Regions from separate parts of the Zea mays genome. Here all the other regions are linked to region 1. Evidence: chromatin contacts called from public Hi-C data. All regions are on one chromosome and are shown on one strand. Each heading gives the region's core, a stretch centred on a gene start, on an enhancer-like site or on the middle of the called end of the contact. The rest is flanking DNA. Distances are from core to core; before and after follow the strand shown.

Evidence for each region. A called contact is a pair of places that touch in the nucleus more often than the background predicts.
Region 2: a contact with region 1 is called in a Hi-C map of tassel, with 2.4 times the contacts expected there. The contact joins the promoter of LOC100283174 here to the promoter of LOC103625957 in region 1. A contact is called at or near these places in 2 of 25 Hi-C or Micro-C datasets (ear and tassel).
Region 3: a contact with region 1 is called in a Hi-C map of leaf, with 10 times the contacts expected there. The contact joins the promoter of LOC103625954 here to the promoter of LOC103625957 in region 1. A contact is called at or near these places in 5 of 25 Hi-C or Micro-C datasets (ear, endosperm, leaf and 1 more).

Annotation. Positions count from the first base shown.
Region 1 is chr5:12,122,086-12,124,907 of Zm-B73-REFERENCE-NAM-5.0, forward strand. It overlaps LOC103625957 (myosin-binding protein 2), which reads left to right and starts at 1,332. Exons shown (of 4, transcript XM_008646357.4): 1 at 1,332-2,822. The coding sequence starts at 1,820.
Region 2 is chr5:11,876,091-11,878,912 of Zm-B73-REFERENCE-NAM-5.0, forward strand. It overlaps LOC100283174, which reads right to left and starts at 1,348. Exons shown (of 2, transcript NM_001156076.2): 1 at 353-1,348; 2 at 1-250. The coding sequence starts at 1,276.
Region 3 is chr5:11,913,576-11,916,397 of Zm-B73-REFERENCE-NAM-5.0, forward strand. It overlaps LOC103625954 (protein CASP), which reads right to left and starts at 1,390. Exons shown (of 18, transcript XM_008646355.3): 1 at 1-1,390. It overlaps LOC100278613, which reads left to right and starts at 1,538. Exons shown (of 4, transcript NM_001151835.3): 1 at 1,538-2,123; 2 at 2,611-2,783. The coding sequence starts at 1,845.

The DNA of each region.
Region 1 (2,822 bases), core at 82-2,581:
TCACCGTCGAGATCCTTGTCGCTGGCAGGTCTTTCGCAATACCTCCGCGTGGAGCTGGGCGAATTCATGGCATTCATCACGGTGAGCAACATCCTGCTCGAGCTGAGCACAAGATCGGCTCCGGATAACCTCCGCCACCCGCGCCGACGAACAGCGAGCGGTCCGCCGCTAGCCGCAGGGGAAGAGATGAAAAAAAATTACTCACTAGTTCTGGCATATGCGGTTGCGGAAGCACCGGGGAGAGATGAAAATTTATATTGATGGGTGAAAGTCAACCCTTTCGTTGGCTTGAGGCGACAGGCAAAAATCATGAAACCAAACGATAGACAGGCAAAGACCAGGCAGCTGTCGATCCAAGCCGTGGAGACGACTGGATGATCTGATACATTCAAACGGGACAAGGACAGTACGGACAGTTGGGTGTGGTTGGTTCGAGTCTCGACAAAAATTGCAGGCAAAAACTGCTCCAGGGGCAACAGTTGCCTAGCCGGGCGGACGACGACGAGCAGCCAGGCAACTCACCAACCAAACAGATAAACAGAAGCGCAGGCAGGACTGCAGGTCCACTTTGCCGTGCCGATTCCGTGTTCCGACGCTTTCCTCCCGCTCGCGGTCGCGGTTGCGTCGCGGATAGGGTGGACAGAAAAAAAAATCGAAAAAAAATGAGCCCGTCCGTCCAAGCCGCAACGCGATGGTGAGGGTTGGTGACCGACCGGACCGATCAGCCCGCCGGCTCGCCGTCCAGGTGACGCAACGCCGGTCCCCGGAAAAAGACAGGCGCGTAGAAATCCACCACTGATGCTGATTGCTGAAACGGAAAACGGGAAAAGAACGAACGAGACGGTCCTCCTGCTACTGGACACCGCGTACTGCGTCCTAGTCTACTATGCTAGTACTGGACGACGCTGCGTACTGCACTATGCTACTGGCACACGCACCAGAATCTAGCTGACGCCGTAGTCATCATCGTCGCTTCCTTCCGTGTTCACCTTCAAAGATGCTCATCGGCCAATGGCGGCATGACGCACTGAAGGAGGACTCGTTTCCAACGGCAAGAAAAGGAACCGTAGTTACATGTTCAGTCTAGGGCTCTGCTTGCTTTTACTGACGTAACTGACCCTTTTTTTCAGTCGCCGGCGGGCTAATTACCACCGACTCACCCACTAATGCGAATTACTGACTCAGCGCCCGTTTTTTTTCTTTCCGTTTTCGCGATATTTCTCGGGTTCGAAGTCGCGCATCCGGCATCCTCACCTCCCTGGAGAGATTTTGATATTTGCCATCAGCAAGAAACAGGTTTGTAAAATTGCCATTAGACCCACATTTCATAGACCCAGCTGGACCCACAATTCATAGACACAGTGGTAATTATAACAGGAAGACAATATTGTGAGTGGCAAAAATCCAATTATCTCCGCTCTCGCAATCCTGTCATTATCACTAGTCCCCGCCCCACCTCCTCTCCCTGTAAAGATTTCGTTCGTTCCTCTTCCGGGTTCCTGATCTCGGTCTCGGTCCCCGATTCGACCTGTGGAGTCTTTCCTGCAATCTGTAGCAGTAGCACGTTGCCTCGGGAGGAGTTTGTGCGTTCCTCCAGAGGAGCCGAGTCCGTCAGTGGTCGCTTGCCACTAGCGCGAATCACGTCCGGGTTGCGTCCTCCACTCCGTGCCAATCTAATTCCGGGCGCCCGGGGAAGGATTCGGGACGGAAGGCACTGGTTTCTGTGCTTCCTTGGATTCCACGGTGAAACCAGCCTGCGTGGTCCGCGCCGGCTCCCACCGCATTCCGGCGAGTCCCGAGTAACCTCGCTGTGGGGGGGATGGTGTCGCAGGCTCCCATGGCAGGGGCGGGCGCGGGCGCGGGCGCCAACCTCACCGCGGCGCTGTGCAGGAAGAGCAACCGCGTCGCGCGGGTGCTCGCGTACGCGCTGCTCGAGTGGGTCCTCATCGCGCTGCTTCTCGCCGACGGCGTCTTCTCCTACCTCATATCCCGGTTCGCCGCCTTCTTCGGGCTCGCGCCGCCGTGCGCGCTCTGCTCCCGCCTCGGCGTCGACAGCCTCTTCGAGACCCACCCCCGCCACCGAGGCGTCGGCGCCGAGCCCCTGCGCCGCTTGCTGTGCGACGTGCACGCCGCCGAGCTGTCGCGCGTCGGGTACTGCAGCGCGCACCGCCGGCTCGCGGACGCCGGGGACATGTGCGAGGATTGCGCCGCCGCGGCGGCGGCGGCGCCCGGGAAGGCGTTGCTGTCATGGATGGGCCAGAGCGAGCTCGGCGAGCGGGACCTCGCCTGCGCCTGCTGCGGCGTCGCGCTCGAGAGTGGCTTCTACTCGCCACCGTTCTTGCTCACCGCGTCGGCGCCCCGTGGCTCAGATTGTGGGCACAAGGAAGAGGAAGAGGCAGCCAGGCCAAATGGAGACGTGGTCTTCGTCTCCGAGGAAGGTCCTGTGATCGAGCTTTTCGACGAGAAGCCATTTGTGGAGGGTGACTCAATCGGCGTCTTGGCTTGTGGTGCCGAAGTTGTTGCCAATGTTGAGCGGCTGGTGCCTCTTGAATCAATTGACTCGTTGCCCGTCGCCATGGCCACCATGTTATCTCAATCCGGTGTTGAAGGAAAGGAAGCAGTTGATCATGATGATGTAAGGCAGAATAACGTGGATATGGAGCACACAGTTAGTACCGATGAGGAGACAATTGTCATGACATCTGATGATGACAAGGTTGATGATGTGGTTGATCGGCTGATTGATGAACATATTGCAGCCGTAGTCTTTGTGCCAGCTTGTATAGAATCTACGCCTAACGATGGGATAAATGCAGGCAAAA
Region 2 (2,822 bases), core at 98-2,597, 250 kb before region 1:
GTGGCAGCTGCTTCTGCTGCTGCTGCTGCTGCGGCGGCGGCGGCCTTGGCAGCGGCGGAAGCGTGGCGCGCTTCACGAACCGACCCTTCATCCGCGGCCGCTTCTCGGCGTTGAGCTTGCGCACCTCGTACCGGATCTTCTTGGCGAACAGTCGCGTCCGCCGCTTCTCCCTGTATCGCGACACCCGCGCCTCACGCTCGCCACCGGTCACCGGTGTCACGGCTCCGCCGAGGAGTTCCCGGCTACCCGTCTGCATGCATGCGATCCATGGCAAAAGGAAAGCCGATCAGTTATTTATCCCAAGACAGTGCCAGAGCATGTGTAGATCTCATGCTCGAACCGTAGTGCTTACCGTGAAGTCGTCCGACCATAGCTCGTGACAGTCGAGGTGAGGACGCTCGCCGTGGAACCACGGCGAGCCGCCGTCACGGACCCATGAGGCGATGACGCCTTCGTAGTTGAGCTTGAGTATCATCTCCGGCCGCTTCCGTTTCTTGTCCTCTGGTTCAGGCGCCGGCGCTACTATGGCGTCCAAGTCCGCGTTCACCTGAGGTTTCTCTTCGTCCAAGAAACCCAAACAGTCAAACCCGTCGTCGTCGACTCCCATGAGGAGGCTCTCCATGTCCGCGGCGAAGCTAGCGAGCTCCATGTCCGGGACGTGGAACGACACGGAGAGCCCGTCCGCCTCCGCCGAGCCGCCGGAGGCGAACTCCGGCGATGTTTCCGCGAGAGACGGCATCAGCAGGCTGCAGGCCGGCTTCTGCTCCCCCTCGTCGGCCACGGGGTTGTAGAACTCGGCGAGCATAGGGTCGAACACCGGCACGCGGTACAGAAGGTCTTCGTCGTCATCCTGCAGGAACCCGTGGTGGTCGTCGTTACCGCCCAGGATACCGGAGCCGGACTCCTCCGCCTCGAGGTCGGGGACCGCTGCCGACGACGCAGCCGCGGCGATAAAGCTGGGAGTCGCCTCATGCTTGTTGCTCTTGCTCCCCCCTGGCTTGGACCGCGGCGTGCGTGGCCGTCGCTTGAGGCCGTGGAGCCACGTTGGCGCGTCCGGGTCGCGCGGTGGGGAGGAGCAGGACGCAGAGGGGAGGCGGACGCGGTGGTGGCGGCGCGCGAGCGGGTTCGCCGAGTGCACGGAGACGTCGCAGGTCTGGCACAAGAAGGCGTCGTCGGCGGGGCAGTGCCACCGCGCCCGCCGCCTCATGCAGCCGTCGCAGGACCGCGCCGTCCGCGCGCCTAGCGCGGCGCCTGTCGCCGCTCCGGCGCTCGTCATTTCGCCGAGCACTTGTGCTCCCGGCGTTTAGGTTAAGCGAGAGCTTAACAAAAAAAACGGGAACAGTGTGGCGACGAGCTCGGGAGCCCTTTCCTTTTTTATATAAAAAATGCGAACCCCGCGGGAGAACCCGGACCCACAGGCCAGTGACAGTTGTCATCCACGGTCGTGATCGTGGAGAGGGCATGCGGGGCCCCTGAATGCGCTTTTGGGCAGCGTTTGCGCGAGGAGGAGCGAGCACTGCGTGAAGTGGGCCCAGGAAAAATGCTTATCTTGAAGCCGATTGGCTGGCATGGCGCGGGGAATCCGCCGGGCTCGAATGCTATTGGGCTGCCTGTCACGCTGTTGGATTTCCGGCGGGGCCCATGGGGTGTGGATGATGACGTGGGCGCCGGTGCTGCTACTCTCTCCTCTCTCACTTGCCTTTCTACGGGGGCATGCCGCATGCGATGAGGTTCAGAATGCTTAGGATATTGACTAGCAGCTCGTGGACAATCATCTGCACTGATTGATCTTTCTTCGCTGCTGTTCACTGTCTTATTATATATAGCTGCCAGAGTCACATATATGTCAATAATAAAATGATATACCTCTAAGAGACCGTTTGGATCCCTTATATATAGTAGGATATTTGATTTTGAATTTTACATTGCACCACTTTCCAAACTTCTGATATAAGGCTATCCTAAATTTAAATAACGAGGGAATGAAAATTAATTTTGTGTATCATTACTAGTGTATGTTTGTACTCTGCAACCTATAACACGTTCTTTGGCTCGCTCCACTATAGTAGATAGAAATGTACCATATAAATATCTATACCATATGGCCAACATAGTATACAAATATATTTTGTATAAAACTACATTAACTTAATTGATCTATGTCTAACATACGATTGTTAGAATAAAATTTAATTCCAAGGATCCAAACAGTGCCTAAAATGAATTAGGAACCACAACTACACTTTTGAATAATGAATAATGAATTCAACATTCATCACTAAACAATTTAAACATTTATGGGTATGGATCTATACCCATACCCGTCGGGTATTCATTATCCGATGGATGCCCATTACTCGCTCTGCCTACTACAATTTCAACATTCATCACTAAACAACGGTTTTATTATAATTCAACAATTTCATCATTCCAGCCAACATTAAAGAACAATTTTAGCACCAAACAACATGTCCTGAATGAAAACTGAAAAATAGGATTTTTTTTGGGATAGTGCATTAAATCTGGATGGCCTACATGTCAGATAATCATCGGGTAACGGATATGAATACTGGATATCCACAAAAAATTACCTGTGCATACCTTATTATATCCATACGCATACTCGTGGTTACAAATTCCACCATATCCGTACCCGATAAATAATTGTTGCTTCTCTCAACTTAGTTGCATGTTTTGTTTTTTAAATTCGTGTTGAGGTTCCACTTTTCAATTTTAATCAGGACACATAAGCTAGAAAAAATAACCCACGTGACTTGGTTTTGGAGTGAAATTAATCCGAATCTCTTTTAAGTACAAAATGT
Region 3 (2,822 bases), core at 140-2,639, 210 kb before region 1:
ATTTTATATGCGAATGCGATTTTTGTGGATTATTTTTTTTTGTTGTAAGTGGCACAGGACAAAAAAGAAAATATTATCTTCATTCATAAATATATGACACCGCTGAATTTAAAACAAAAAACTTTAACCATTTGTATTATTAAATATAATGAGTTGTTATTTATTTATTTTTTTGATTTGTTTTATCACTTAAGTTAGTTTGTGTTTGACTTGAAATTTTACATTTTAAATAAATATTTTGAATAAGACGAATGATTAAAATTTTCGAAAAAAAATAACGCTGTCATATATTTATGAACTGAGATAATATTAGGGTAGGAATGTATCGATAATGTGGCTAGCAAAGTAAAGAGTGTTTGGTTTCTATAGACAAATTGTTAGTCTCTTACTCTCTTTTGGTTCTTAAATTACCAAACACAAGGACTTTAAAAGGATAAATTATCTCTATTTAGGTCTAGGTTTGCGCCTCTTTAGGATTGGCACAATGACTTAGCCATACAGGCCCAAGTTCGCAGACAAGAGAAATTCATTTTTTTTTTCTTTTCTCATTCATCAAATGGTGTTTTTTATTATTTTTCATGGTAACTCTATTTAGCACATGACACACAGACATTATAGCCTCACCTATCATTAGGGCTTGTTCGATTAGCTCTCAATTCATGTGGATTGAGTGGGATTGGGTGAAATTAAATCTCAAGTAAGTTAAACTCCTTAAATTTTTCTAATCTCATCCAATACATGGATAACGGGATTAACCGAATAAGACCTTAGTTGGAGAGTCTCGATGTTTCTAACATAGCGCTAACCATCTCCATTAGAATTCTGTTATTACTTTACACAATCCTATTGGTATGTGGAGAATAGGGACGTTCCTTTTCATGAATGATATCATGTTCCTCGCAGAATGAGTTAAATTCGTTTGGCAAATACTCTCCATCATGATCAGATCTCAGGCGTTTAATCATTCTTTCAAACTGATTTTTTAATTTTGTTTTTATAGATTTTGAAATAGATAAGATACACATCTCTTATTTTAAACAAGTACACATCGATATCAATATCATGAAATATCTTGTCCCTTCTTTTGTCAATATTCCATTTCTCTCGAAAAAATCAATGTGAACTAGTTCTAATGATTCTAAACTCGTCGCCTCTGTTGTCTTGTTAAATTATTTAGATTGCACATATATTTTATATTTAGATATTTTTGACAAAAGTAAATTTTAGGATTAAGCTCATGTACATGTTAGGACATATACAAACTATTGCCATTGGTTTTAATTTTTAAGTATAAGAGACCGTATGAAAAACTAAATCTTCTACATCATAAATATAAGAGTTAAGGGATAATATATAAAGAATTGTGTAGAAACGGACTCTTCAAAAAAAACACATCTTAATTTTTGTTCACTTAACCCCTATAGACCTTTTAAGGGCTGGTTAGTGACCATGAAATTGGATAACAATAGAATTCCTTTCTCACGAATACTTTCCAATTCTCCGATCACTAAATTAGCTTAAAAAATCTATAATTAATGGGGTTGTAGTAACTGCTGTGCAGTATGTGACTGGACAAACCGCGGATCCTCTTCGGATCTTCCTTCCCATGGCAAAATTCAGGTTCCGGCCGACTCCTATACATAGGCAGCCAGCCTTTTCACCCTTTTCCCTTCCCCCTCCCCAACCCCCCACACAGACTAGCAAGCCGCGCGCGGAGGCGAGGCGTTCGCACACCTCGCCGCGCGTCCTTGGCCTCTCCCCGCGCCACCACCGTTCCGTTGCGCCCGCTAACGATCACGCGTTTCCGGTGGGAGAGAGAGTAGGTAGGGAGAGGACGGGACAGGATGCTCGGGTTCAGGCAGATGTCGTGGTCGTCGGCGGAGGCGCAGGCGCCGTCGGAGCAGCTGTGCGAAGGGGTGGCGGCTGTCGTGGCGGCGCGCCAGGGGATGGAGACGCCGCTGACGGCGGTGGCCGAGGCGTTCGAGGAGCTGGTGCGCGGGATGGACGCCGACGGCGGCGAGCTCCGCGTCGCGCCCTTCAGCGACACCTGTGCCCTCGTCTCCGTGCTCTTCAGCAGCCTCGGGATGGCCTTCAGGTTCGCCGAGATGGAGTACGTCACCAAGGTGAGCGCCTGATCGATCCGAAAGTTCTGCGCGATCTCTCCTCTCTTTTTTTTCTCTCTCTCTCGCCCCTGCCGGGATCGTTTGCTTCGCTTTGTAGTTCGTACCGTTGTTGCGATCTCTCTGTGTCAGGAATCCAAGATTTTACACGGCTGGCGAGGTGAAATCCAACGAGTGATGCCTGGATAACATGGCGCCATATTATTTATTACTTTCATCAGATCTTCCTTCTTTCTAGAAAAGAACACACGTCACCGAAAAAAAAACGAACTTTGCAATCTTCTCCTTCAAGGAAGCTCCAGGAAAGAAAGTTGTCGCGTTGATTTGACTCGCGGTCGATTGCGTGCAGACTCTTTCAGTATTTCAATGGTCGGCGTTATTAGCACCACTGCACCAATCAAAATTGCTCCCGCGTACTCCCGGCAACGGAACGTAACGCCGCTTCTCCGCGTGAATACTGCGTACTCATACCACCCATCTATCCTTCCAGGTGAACGATCTCATCGGTGCCGGCAAGTCGTACCGCACGCTGAGCGACATCCTCGACAAGGACATCCAGAACGACTGCGTGAAGAAGCAGGGAAGCCACTCCCGGAACCTGCGCAGGGTCCGTCTCGGACTCGGCCTCATCAAGGCCCTCTTCGAGCAATTCCTCGCCACCGAGTAAGTCTCCTTTACATTGAGCCAAACGCAAACATCTCG